Regions from separate parts of the Mus musculus genome. Here regions 1 and 3 are each linked to region 2. A link is a contact called in public promoter capture Hi-C data. All regions are on one chromosome and are shown on one strand. Each heading gives the region's core, a stretch centred on a gene start, on an enhancer-like site or on the middle of the called end of the contact. The rest is flanking DNA. Distances are from core to core; before and after follow the strand shown.

Region 1 (3,757 bases), core at 1,148-3,647, 2.5 Mb before region 2:
AAGAGAACAGGAAGACAGACAGAGTTAAGTCTCTCTAGGTGTCGCTAGGGAGAGAGGTTGAAGGGAAGCCTGAAGAGCAAGCCATGCCCAAGAAGGAGGGAGAAGAAGGGAAGGAAGGGGTGAAGCGGGCAAAGCGAGGGAGGAGGAGGAAGGGACAGGAATGTCTAACTATGGGGTAGCCTAATCACATGGCCCCTAAGATCTCTGGGGAGAAGCCCCCTGAAGGCCTACTGGTGAGTGAGGAGTAAAGGCTCACACCGCTCACTCACCCTCACAAACACAGAGAAGGCTGACAGGCCGCCTCACAGTGCAGTGTCAAATATGGGTCAGAAATGGTGCTGAGCTGAGGGTCGGATTCGACACTGGATTATTTTTAAGTTGACGTTGGCCTGCCTTAATATAACATAATTGTAGAACACATCGAAAATGCCAAAACATTACAAAACTTAAAAAAAAAAAATTAAAAAGTACTCCCCAGCCGGGCGTGGTGGCGCATGCCTTTAGTCCCAGCACTTGCGAGGCAGAGGCTGGCGGATTTCTGAGTTCGAGGTCAGCCTGGTCTACAAAGTGAGTTCCAGGACAGCCAGGGCTACACAGAGAAACCCTGTCTCGAAAACCAAAAAAAAAAAAAAAAAAAAAAAAAAAAAAAAAAAAAAAGTACCCCTAAAAAAGATAAGATAAAATCTATAATTTTAGGCTGTGGAAGTTAGCTGCTTTTGATGGTTTAGTGTGTGCTTCTGACATGCTGGGCAACTAAGCTCTCACTGAGCTAGAGCCCCTGCCGCTTCTCTTCTCTGTGTATATGTGTGTCTCTCTGTGTGTGTGTGTGTATTTGTGTGTCTTATGAGAAGTTTTTTTCTTCTGCTGTATGGGTCCCAGGTTGAATTCAGGTCTTCAGGTTTGGAAGCAGGTAACTTTACCCTCTGAGCCACCTTTCCGGTCCAAGAGACTGTTTTTAAAAATAATTTTCCTTAATCATGAAAAATGTCATTCTTAGGGATGGAGAAATGGTTCAGGTGCTCTGTTCCTAACCTCCATATGCCAGCTAGAGCCTGCATGTAATTCCAGTTCTGGGGGATCTGACACACTCTTCTGGCCTCTGTGGGCTCCTGTGTGCCCATACAAACCCAGATACACACACACACACACACACACAAAATAAATAAAAAATTAAAGTCTTTTTTATTTATCTGATCTTTAATGGGAGAGCCTCCCCAGAGTGTTCACCCACAGCTCTGTTGGCCTGTAAGTAAGTACCTTGCACACTACGGTTCAGATTGCTTCTCTTTAATATGCATTGCTCAATTTTCTGAAGAGCCGTAGGTTGTTAAGAGTAAGCATTTGCTCAATTTTTGCTTTGCTGTGCAGGAAGTGGGTGGGTGGGAGGGTAGATGCATCTTAGAACTCAGGAAGTCTTGTAAATATTTTCCTACTTCTTTGTTGTTAATTATGGGATGTTCAATATAAAATATACATTTCCCTCGTGGCTCACTGAACTTGGAGAGAGCTATTTGGGCTAGACTGGATGGCTAGCCAGCTCCCTGGATTCTTCCCCATGGTCTCTGCTTTCCCGGTTGCTGAGGCCGCAAGTGCATATCTACCTGGCATTTGCATGGGTCCTAGGGACCTAAATTCAAGTACTTTACCCACTAAGCCCTGTTAGGCAAGCCGTCTACTAACTGGCCTGCATTTCCAGCTCCAAGGATACCTCTCTGAGTAGTCCTAGCTATCCTGAAACTCGCTCTGTAGAAGAGACCTTGTACAGGCCTTGAACTCTGAGATCCCCCTGCCTCTGCCGCTCCAGCGCTGGGGGCGTGCACCACTATCTCCTGGGACAGTCATTTTAAGCTTTGTCTCTCTTCCCAGCCTTTTCCTCTTTCCACATGCTCTTTGCTTTTGGAGTCTGTGGGATCAGATTTGCCATGTGGCACTTAACGGCGGAGTCTCAGTTTTCTCCGCTGAAAAACGGGACTCCTGTCATCCACAGGATTGCTTTAAGGAATAGACGCTGGGCGTGGTGGTGCACGCCTTAAATCCCAGCACTCGGCAGACAGAAGCAGGCAGATCTTTTTGAGTTCAAAGCCAGCCAGGGGCATCACCCAAGTCTGGGAACTAGGAAATTCTCCAGCCCTCCAATCAGAGTGAAGAAGGTTGTTCCCGCCTTCCGCGCCAAAACAGACCAATCACTGTTCCGGAGCGTGGCGCGAATCGCCCCTGGAGAATCTTGCACTTGTCTGAGTTCCTGCACTGAGCATTTCGACTTGCAACCCTCTTCCCAGCCTAGAAAGAAGGATCCTTCGTCATTCTTGTCCCAGCGCCCTAAATCCTGTCAAGCAAACGGGCGGATCGGCGGGAACCGGAAGTGTGTGCCCAGGGGCGGGTCCCGGGTTAACTCCGCCGGAAGTAGTGATTGCTAGCGGGGGGGATACCTTCGCTCAGCATGGCGGCGATTCCCCCAGACACCTGGCAGCCGCCCAACGTCTACCTGGAGACTAGGTGAGGGTTGGAGGTGGGGGAGGAATTGGTGGAGGGGACGCGGGTTCGTGCCGCAGTGGCCGGCCTGACTCGCAGGTTGCCCGCACGCACAGAGCTGCGGCCGGGAGTACCTGTAAGTTCTGAAGGGACCTCAGGGGAGCCCCTCCAACATCCCGGAGACCTCGACGATTTCTATCTGCTGTCCTTTCCCCACGACGTTTATTAGTTCATTTACCTATATCCACCTTCCATCTTCATTCATTCATTCACTCACTCACTCATTTTTTTTCTCAACAAGTGTGTGTTGATCACACAAGCCATGCGCGTAGGACCTGGATTTTTGAAAACACAAATCTGGATTATGGTGAAGGAGACAGATGTGTAAACATCACGGGACAAGTAGAGTTGTCTGAACAAATTTCTTTGGAAGTAGAAGAAAATTTATTTTCTCCAAAATCCAAGAGTGATCTTTGAGCTGGGGATGCCCGAGGCCCCAAGCTCGGGCTACAGCACCATATATACTCGGTGTGGTTGCACAAGCCTGTAATCCTAGCACTCTGGAGGTGGAAGCAGGAGGATCAGAAGTCCAGGGGCTGGGCTGGGCTGGATAGAATAGACTGCTTACCTAACATTCTATTATATTTATATTAATATATAAAATTAAGCCACCTCCTAGTGCCTTGCCTCCCTTGTGTGTGATTGCGCTCAGTTTACTATTGCTAGCAGCTCCTGTCCCGAAGGCTTTGTATCACACACACCCCTCCAGTTTTAGCAGAGAAATGGTGCATTTTATAGATTTACCTGCAACCTGGTTTTCATACTGATTGAAGGGAACCCTGCTTGGAGCCTGGTCTGCCCTGTCTACTGACTTGAGCCCCATTTTGTCTGCCCTTGGCTCCTGAGTGTAGACATTAGGAAGGCACGCACCACTGCTCTCGCTCCCAGTTCTACAGAGTGCTCACATTGCTGGACCTCCTGAACCTGGGCCATACAGATTCTCCCCAGAGCTCAGTGGGTAATGTACAGCAGGAGCCCCCTGCCTTGTTTTATCCTTAAAGGCACTAAGAGAAGAGAATAAAAGCACTCGTATGGGTGTATGTGGACATTTGAAGTAACCAGCCTATTTGCTTTACACATTCTCTTTAGATTTGATTTTTTTTAAAGATATATTTATTTATTTTATTTATATGAGTACACTGTACCTGTCTTCAGACACACCAGAAGAGGACATCAGATCCCATTACAGATGGTTGTGAGCCACCATGTGGTTGCTGGGAATTGA
Region 2 (3,972 bases), core at 523-3,022:
ATCTTAAAAGCTTTAAAAAGCATTTAACAAGGCTAATATGGTGCCAAAACAATTCCAATTTTGTATCCACATTTCCCCATTTGGAGTATCTCTCAGCTTTTTTAAACTAGGCAACACTGAAAAATATTTTAAAGTAGAATTAAAGTGACAATCATTTTACCATAGGTCACAAAATTTACAAAAAATTCCTATTTCTGCTTTTGAAAAAATAAGTCAGACCTTCATTCTTTTTCTCATTTGCTGATACTGGATAGACAAAAGTCTAAAGACTCATCAGACCTAAATACTTTTCTCAAGGCTGTTTTCTCATTAAGTATGTTAGCTTCCAATTTATGTGAGCAAGGGAGGCAAATTAAGACTTGAAACACAAGGGCCTGATCTTTGGAAGATATCCACGTTTTTTTTTTTGTTTTTGTTTTTGTTTTTTTTGGGGGGGGGGTGGATAGAAACGCCGCTCACTCAATTTTGTCTGCTTTTCCAGTCCCAATTTTCTCTTTGCAATACCCAGAAAAGCAGAAGTTCCTCTGAATGCCTGCCTCTACACGGGAGACCTGGTACAGAAACACACCCCTAACTACAGAAATACCTCCTTAAGGTAGTCTTAAGATTCAGGCCTGCTCAGAAGTAGCAAAACGGTTTGTTTTCTTGGGTTAAAGGTGGGCGATTAAAGGGTTTGGTGGCAGGATCTACCAAGCAGCGGAGAGCCGACCAAGAAGGAGACGCCAGAGACCAAGCTTCATCTAGACCCAGGAACCGCCCCCTGGGAGGCTAGACTGCCCTCGCTACTTCCCTGGCCGCCTCCACTCGGGAGCGGCTGAGCCGGGTCAGGCTCCTCCGGGCATCTTCCGGGTCCCTCCGGGACTCTAGCCCACACCCAGCCCGCCCGGCCCGCGCCCCGCTCGGCTCGGCTCCTCGCCCTTTGCCCCGTCTCCGCCCCGCTCAGTGACAACCCCCGTCCCCAGGCCCGTCCCCTCCCATCTAATATGGCCGCCCTGTCGGACCAACCCCCAGCACAGCCTAACTTACTGGGGGGGAGGGGGGGCGCGGCACCGCCTCCCTGCGCCCATTGGCGCCACGGACCCCGTCTGCCTCCTCCATTGGACAGCACCGGCCGCCACTCGACAGCGAGGGCTCCGCCTCCGGGCTTTTCAAGCTGCTTAGAGAGGACATATAAACAAATCCCGAGAGGGAGGCCCCAGTCCCGCAGCCTCCGGGGAGGGGCCGGGGGGAACAGCAGCCCCACGACGCCCCTGCCCAGAGTTCTCCCGGTCCGCTCCTCCGTCCGGAGCCTTCTGAACACTAGCTGTGCCGGTCTCCCTCACACGCCCCTCTCCTCTCCTCTCCTCCCTCCCGGCCCCTCCCACCCGCTCGCCGCTCTGACAGGCCGGCTGCCGGCAGTCGCGATCCCTGGTTCCCGGGAGCGCAAAGGGCACGGCCCTAACGGGGTCGCCCGCCGGCGCGCGCCCGCCCTTTATATAACCGTCGGCCGCGGGGGCAGCCCGATTCGGCTCGCATCGGCGACCCCGTTCCGCGCGCCCTCGGCCCGGCGGCCCCCGCCCCGCTCTCCCGGAGCCGGGCACCCGCGCCTCTCACCCGCGGTTCTCTGCCGCTGCATCCCGCCCGCCCGTGCGACCGCTCGGCATTCACCTGAGGCTGAAGGCGGTTCAGGCACTGGATCCGGCCGCGCTTACGCGGCCGCGGGCCGTCTCCATGCTGCCTCGGTTTGTTTTGTTTATGTCCTTCCTGACGGGTTCCCGGAAATCGCGTGACTCGCCCCCCTCACGTGGGCCGCGGCGAGGAGGAGGAGGGAGGCGGGGGCCCGCCGCCCCAGGCCAATCGCGAGGCGCCCTGAAGTCTGGCCAATCAGAGGCTCGGCCGGGCTAGCGCCCGTCACGTGACACCAGAGGGGCGGGTTGCTGGGGAAAACCAGGAAGAGAGGGCGGAGCGGGGGCTAGTAGGCTGCTGCTGAGCGTGGGCGTGGGCCGCTGGGGATAGCGAGCAGTAAGCTCGCGTTCGTGCGTGATGTTCTTTTCAGAGGCTTCCATATTCAGTCTGTAGCCTCAGAACTAAGATGAAGGCCAAGGAGTCCAAATGCCCACTTTACAGTTTAACTGAACCACGGGGGATTACAGGAATATTAATTAGTAGGGGGCTGCATCGACATTCTGTTTAGTAAATGACGTTCCTGTTCCCCGATTGAATTGGCCTTCAGTTGTTTGTTCATTCATCAACTCATATTTATTGAGTCTGGATCCCCAGACCCTGAGTCGGCTGCATACATCTTTGGGATAGGACCTGTATTCAGCTGTAGAAACTGCTACTAGATGCTTTATGGACAAGACTGTCTAACCTGTGATAATGTGATGATTTACGCCTCTTAATCCTGTTGATATTTTATCGGATGTGTAGTTTGTGGTAGGTTCATTATCCCAAATAGTTCTCCGAACAGACACATACGATAAGAGAACTATTTAAAAAAAATACAAAAACAAACCTCAGGAGAATTATTGTTCAAGGAAACAACCTACCTAATTATAGCAGCCTGTGTTTCCAGAAATCTCTTTAGACTCTGGACCCTCCTGTCTTAGTCTTCTGGGTGCAGGGTTACTGGTCTGCACCCGCACACACATATGGACACAGAAAAACATACTTTCTTAAGCATAGGAAAAGAAGACTAAAGGACAGAGAAACCTCATCAGATTCCCTTCAAATAACAGTTTTCCCTTGGGAGTACTCGGGGTTTCAAAGCAGGCGAGGATGTAGGAAGGGGGTATTGTGATTGACCCCTGTGATCTCAGCACTGGAGATAAGGAAGCAGGAAGATTGAAGTGTGTTCTTAGCTACACTGAATTGCATGCCCGGATAAGACCAAGTCTCAAAGTAACCTTCCGCTCCCCGCCAAATTAAGACTCCCCCTCCCCCATGCACAAAGACTCAGGCAAGTGGTAGATCAGTGGTTCTCAACCTTCCTAAAGTTCCTTATGTTGTGGTGACCCCAACCATAAAATTATTTTCATTGCTACTTCAAAACAATAATTCGGCTACTGTTATAAATCGTAATATAATGTGTTTTCTGATAGGCTTAGACTACCCCTGTGAAAGGGTCATTGGACCTCCAAAGGGGTCACAATCCACAGGTTGAGAACCATTGTGGTAGCGTCTCACTATCACCATCATGGTCTGGGATGAGAGGTGATGACATACACCTGTGACTTCAGCACTGGGGAGCCTGAGGCAGGTGTGTCTCTGTTCAGGGTGAGTGTGAACTACATTGTAATTTGCTCCCTGGTTCAAAAGCAAGCAACCATGGATTTGGGGATAAAAAGTCTGCCTAGATCATAATCCTGACAAAGGTGGGGTGGGACTAGCAATGTCTCTTGTCCTATGTTCTCCATGCCAAGCACATTAAATAGCCAGTCACTATGTTACAGGCTTAATAGTAACCTGGATTGGAATCCTTGCTTTACCACATGTGAACCAGGAAGCTAAATTTCTACCTTTGTAAAAATGGGATTGGTGTAAGAACTGGGTGAAATAATTTACATAGGGTTGGTAAGATGGCTTAGTGGGTACAGCACTTATCACACAAATGTGAGGACCTGAATTTGAATCTCCAAAACCTATGTGAAAGCCGGACGTGTATCAGGAACATCTGTAATCGCAGCACTCCTTCATGGAGATGGGAGTTTGAGACAAGAGAACCCCAGAAACTCACAGGCCAGCCAGCCTGGCACACAGTGATGATGAGACCCTATCTAAAACGGTGTGGACAATGGAACATGTGTACATGCCTACATTCATACACAGGAGTTAAATTTAAGCAAACACACGCACACAATCTGTATACATGCTGCATATATAATATAAAAAGAAAACGATTGTTTTAAAAATAAGTCATATAAAGCACTTACCAGAGTGCCTGGCGTACAGTAAGCACACAATGAACAGTGGCAGCATTAGACAATTCCACGG
Region 3 (3,576 bases), core at 639-3,138, 2.2 Mb after region 2:
ATTTGCAGGAGTATGGGCTACCTTTCATGGAGACCAGCGCAAGGACTGGCCTCAACGTGGACTTGGCTTTTACAGCCATAGCAAAGTAAGTCCTGGTAATGAACAAACACTACCTCACATTCTAGGATAAGTGGGCTACCTTGTTCTATGTTATCTACATCCCCTCCCCTGTTGCTCTTCAGGGAGCTGAAACAGAGATCAGCCAAGGCTCCCAGCGAGCCGCGCTTCAGGCTGCATGACTATGTTAAGAGGGAGGGCCGAGGGGTCTCCTGCTGTCGACTCTGAACCTTGCTGAAACTCAGTTCCACGCTGGAGGAAGCAGTTCTGCCTTTGAGAATTGCCCGAGTCTATAGACTTGTCCTCAAAGGATGGATGCCCTAGTGTCTTCTCAAAGACACCAGAGGCTAATGCTTACCCTTTGCCCCAGTGGCCACCAGAAATGGTCTTGAAGCATAAAAACCAGGCCACAGCACATTGCTGCCCTCTTCTGGGCACTCCCAGAAGTGAGGAGGGGGACCACACGCAGCACACTGCTCAGACAGGACCCCACTCAAGGCTATGTCAGTCACTGTCCATTTGTTGGACTGCTTCCGACTCACTAGGAGGCTGATATAGGGACGCACAGCAAGGTCAGAATGATAGAACCCAGTCACAACTTAGCAGGCTGGCCCAGTCCGTTCCACTTTGTACTAAAGTCACCAAGCCACAAATGTTGAGTGAAAACCTGTCCTCTAAGTCCCTATTAATAAAGGTGTTTCTGGAGTTTGTGTCATCTGTGGAAAACCACCTCCTGGGGCAAAAATGGCTTAGTGGGGGGGTAAAGGTACTTCACCTGGGGAAACACTTAATTTACACATGCGCTGATACCGTCACCAAAATTCCCACAGGAATAGTTTACTATCAAGATTAGGGTGCCCCACAGCCTATTCCTTAAGTAGTGCTGGCTTATAAGGTCACCCTAGATTAGAATGATTCAAACAGAATATCTTAGTCAACCCCTTTGCGGACTGTGTGACGCCAAACCAGGGCCTCTACGGCACTGTGCTATCAGCACATGAAATCACAACGTCTGAAACCACAGTAAGATTGCATTTCACTTTATTGCTAAGAAACTCAGATACACGGATGCCCAGCTTACCAGCCAACACTCCTACTCGTTGGATCTCTAGATGCAGCCGACTCAACATGCCCTGAAAAAAAAAAAATCAAACATAAATCTTTACTTTGGTTAACTTTTCACTCAAAACCCATCCAATTAGTGACGTCGCGCCCAAGCCTCAGTCTTATAATGTAATCAGACTACGCATGCAGTTTTCATACGAGGTGTCAGAAATTAATTCATCACGGGCTTGGGGCTGAAAAGGGAAGCCAGGCCCGACCAGTTCATACCTGCAAAAATGGAGTCAGAAGAAAAATGGGGAAGGGTTAAACCCTTAGGACTAAAGCACTTCAGCTCGGGAGGAAGGCAGATCTGTAGCAGAGGTCCTTTGAGTTCCATTCGGCGAGCACTACTCCCAAAACGTTCCTTACAAAACCTAGATGAAAGGGACCACGAACACACTCACTCCCAAAAAGAGCGACTGCTCGCGAGGCTCAAGAGTTTATAGAACTGCCCCTTATGTGATTGGGCCACCTCTGAGGAAGTGCCCACCTTCCTCCACTGCTGATATGCTCCTCGAGCTGTCCTGCAATTTCCACCAATCGTACAGCGACTTTTGTTTTGGAGGCGGTATTTTGAGTAGCTCGAATATCCTCCCGGTTGTAGAGCCATTGAGTCCATGAGTGACGAGTTCAGTTAGCCAATCAAATTCCAATGTGCAACATAGAGTGATTCTGAAGCTACCAATCCGGTCCTTCAGTACAGAGGTCGCCGGAAGTCGTAGTTTAGGAAGCTCAAAGCGTGAAGCAGCACCTAGAGTTCCTGAAGTCCGTGAACTACAAGTTCCGACCTGCCCCGGGACTTCCGGCTCCTGTATCCTGAAACCTTTCCCGGCCGCGGGCCGAGAGGGGCAAGATGATGCCGGTGGGTGAAGTCGCTGCTCCTAGGCAGCCGCGGGCGGGTGAGTGAGTGCGCGGAGCACAAGACCTGGGGCTCCTTCTTCCGGGGAGTGCGGTGGAGCGCGGGCTGGTTGTGGGAGCGTCGCGAGCGGTCGTGGGCCTAGCCTGGGGGGCGGGACTGAGACGGCTGGGGTCTCAGCCTCTATAAGTCCTCCTGACTCCAAGTAAATCCGTCTGTCACTCCTTCCCTTCACTCTCTCTTTCGTTGTCTTTGCACTCCTATGTTTTTTTGAGCGCTGCCTGTGTGCCAAGCAGTATCCTAGGCTCTGGAAAGTCGGCGGAGAACCGGATTCCAAACTGATAAGCTCATCTGGTACGCGGTTTTGAGACAGACCATTCTGCCTCTAGGGTCCTGTGCATTGTACGCAGTCCAGCAGCAATTCTGAGTTTGTTCACTGAATGGTAGTAGTAACACCCACAGCCCTGTTTTGTTATGACAAAAATGTCTCAAGACTTTGGTAACTGTCTCCTTGTGGCAACTCACCTGCAGTACTGTTATTCTAGTTAAAATAAAAAGTTAAAAATCATGAGGAACTGTGATAAGTTTTACGGGGGGGGGGGAACTGAACACAGATAAAGTATTGAGTATTGGGCGTTCTTAAATCTTTGGTAGGGAGACCTACAGTTAGCTGAAGATCTGATGGAGAAGCAGTCAGTCTTGAGACATTTCAGGAAGAGCCTTACAGGCAGGGGGAGTCAGAGGAGCAAGCCAGCAAGTATAGGTAAGTGATAGGTAAGGTTAAGAGGCAGAGCAGGGTAAAGTCTGAGAGCCTCTGGTATGTGTGATGATTTATGAGTCAAGTAAAATAGTGAGGAAGCTAGACCAGCGTCTTCTAACCCTCACTAGAGGCCAGTTGTCCCAGCCTAGATTCTTTTGAGGCAGGCCAACATGATCAGATGAGGCTGAGGTCTAGAGATATCTGTCTCATCTCCCCTCCTGCCCCGCTCCCTGCACGCACAGGCTCATTCCTTTGCAGCCTTGTTCTTCAGGGGCCTCTCCATGTCCCAGATCTCTTTCCTGAGGATCTTTGTGGCAGGCGCTGCTGCAGTCATAAAGACAATCCTGAAGATCCTCTATACATTCATGTTTCTCTGCAGAAACTCAAGTCCCTGTACCCTGAGGTCCTAAATCTATTTGCAGCTGTCTCTTCAGGAAATGAGAATGGCTGTGTACAGCCTGACTAAGGTGACTAGGAAGGAGTGGCCAAAAGTATTGCCCAAATCCAAGAAGTTCCTTGATATAACTTCTTGTAGCTGTACATCAGAGTCTTTCAGGAAATGAACAGGAAAGATCGGGGTGTTTAGTAATGAGCTGAGGCTGACACACTAGAAACAAATGGAGCTCCATACCCTTTCTTTCTGGCTGGCTTCTAGTTCCTTGGGGGTCAGACTAAACAGTCTTTGGGGGTATCCCTATTCTAAGCCCCAGAGGGTATACATCTCAGATGAAGCAATGCCTGGTGCAGAAAATAGGAAGAAGGTCGAGCTGAAGCTACCTCTGATAGCTCCTTTCCGACT

Evidence for each region. Promoter capture Hi-C pulls out the DNA fragments that hold promoters and counts their contacts. Capture Hi-C pulls out chosen DNA fragments and counts their contacts.
Region 1: a contact with region 2 is called in a promoter capture Hi-C map of liver, with 2.1 times the contacts expected there. The contact joins the promoter of Ppil1 here to the promoter of Crebrf in region 2. A contact is called at or near these places in 1 of 39 promoter capture datasets (liver) and 2 of 9 other capture datasets (adipose tissue and liver).
Region 3: a contact with region 2 is called in a promoter capture Hi-C map of pre-B cells, with 2.4 times the contacts expected there. The contact joins the promoter of Traf7 here to the promoter of Crebrf in region 2. A contact is called at or near these places in 1 of 39 promoter capture datasets (pre-B cells) and 1 of 9 other capture datasets (liver).

Annotation. Positions count from the first base shown.
Region 1 is chr17:29,262,611-29,266,367 of GRCm38.p6, reverse strand. It overlaps Ppil1 (peptidylprolyl isomerase (cyclophilin)-like 1), which reads left to right and starts at 2,397. Exons shown (of 4, transcript NM_026845.4): 1 at 2,397-2,496. The coding sequence starts at 2,441.
Region 2 is chr17:26,713,450-26,717,421 of GRCm38.p6, reverse strand. Crebrf (CREB3 regulatory factor) reads right to left here and starts at 1,772. Exons shown (of 9, transcript NM_029870.2): 1 at 1,648-1,772.
Region 3 is chr17:24,526,250-24,529,825 of GRCm38.p6, reverse strand. It overlaps Traf7 (TNF receptor-associated factor 7), which reads left to right and starts at 1,888. Exons shown (of 21, transcript NM_001172113.1): 1 at 1,888-2,060. Rab26 (RAB26, member RAS oncogene family) reads left to right here. Exons shown (of 9, transcript NM_177375.1): 8 at 9-85; 9 at 183-772. The coding sequence ends at 285. Rab26os (RAB26, member RAS oncogene family, opposite strand) reads right to left here and starts at 1,575. Exons shown (of 2, transcript NR_045289.1): 1 at 1,390-1,575; 2 at 1,082-1,190. It overlaps LOC115488833 (a small nucleolar RNA gene), which reads right to left and starts at 1,350; the gene lies at 1,273-1,350.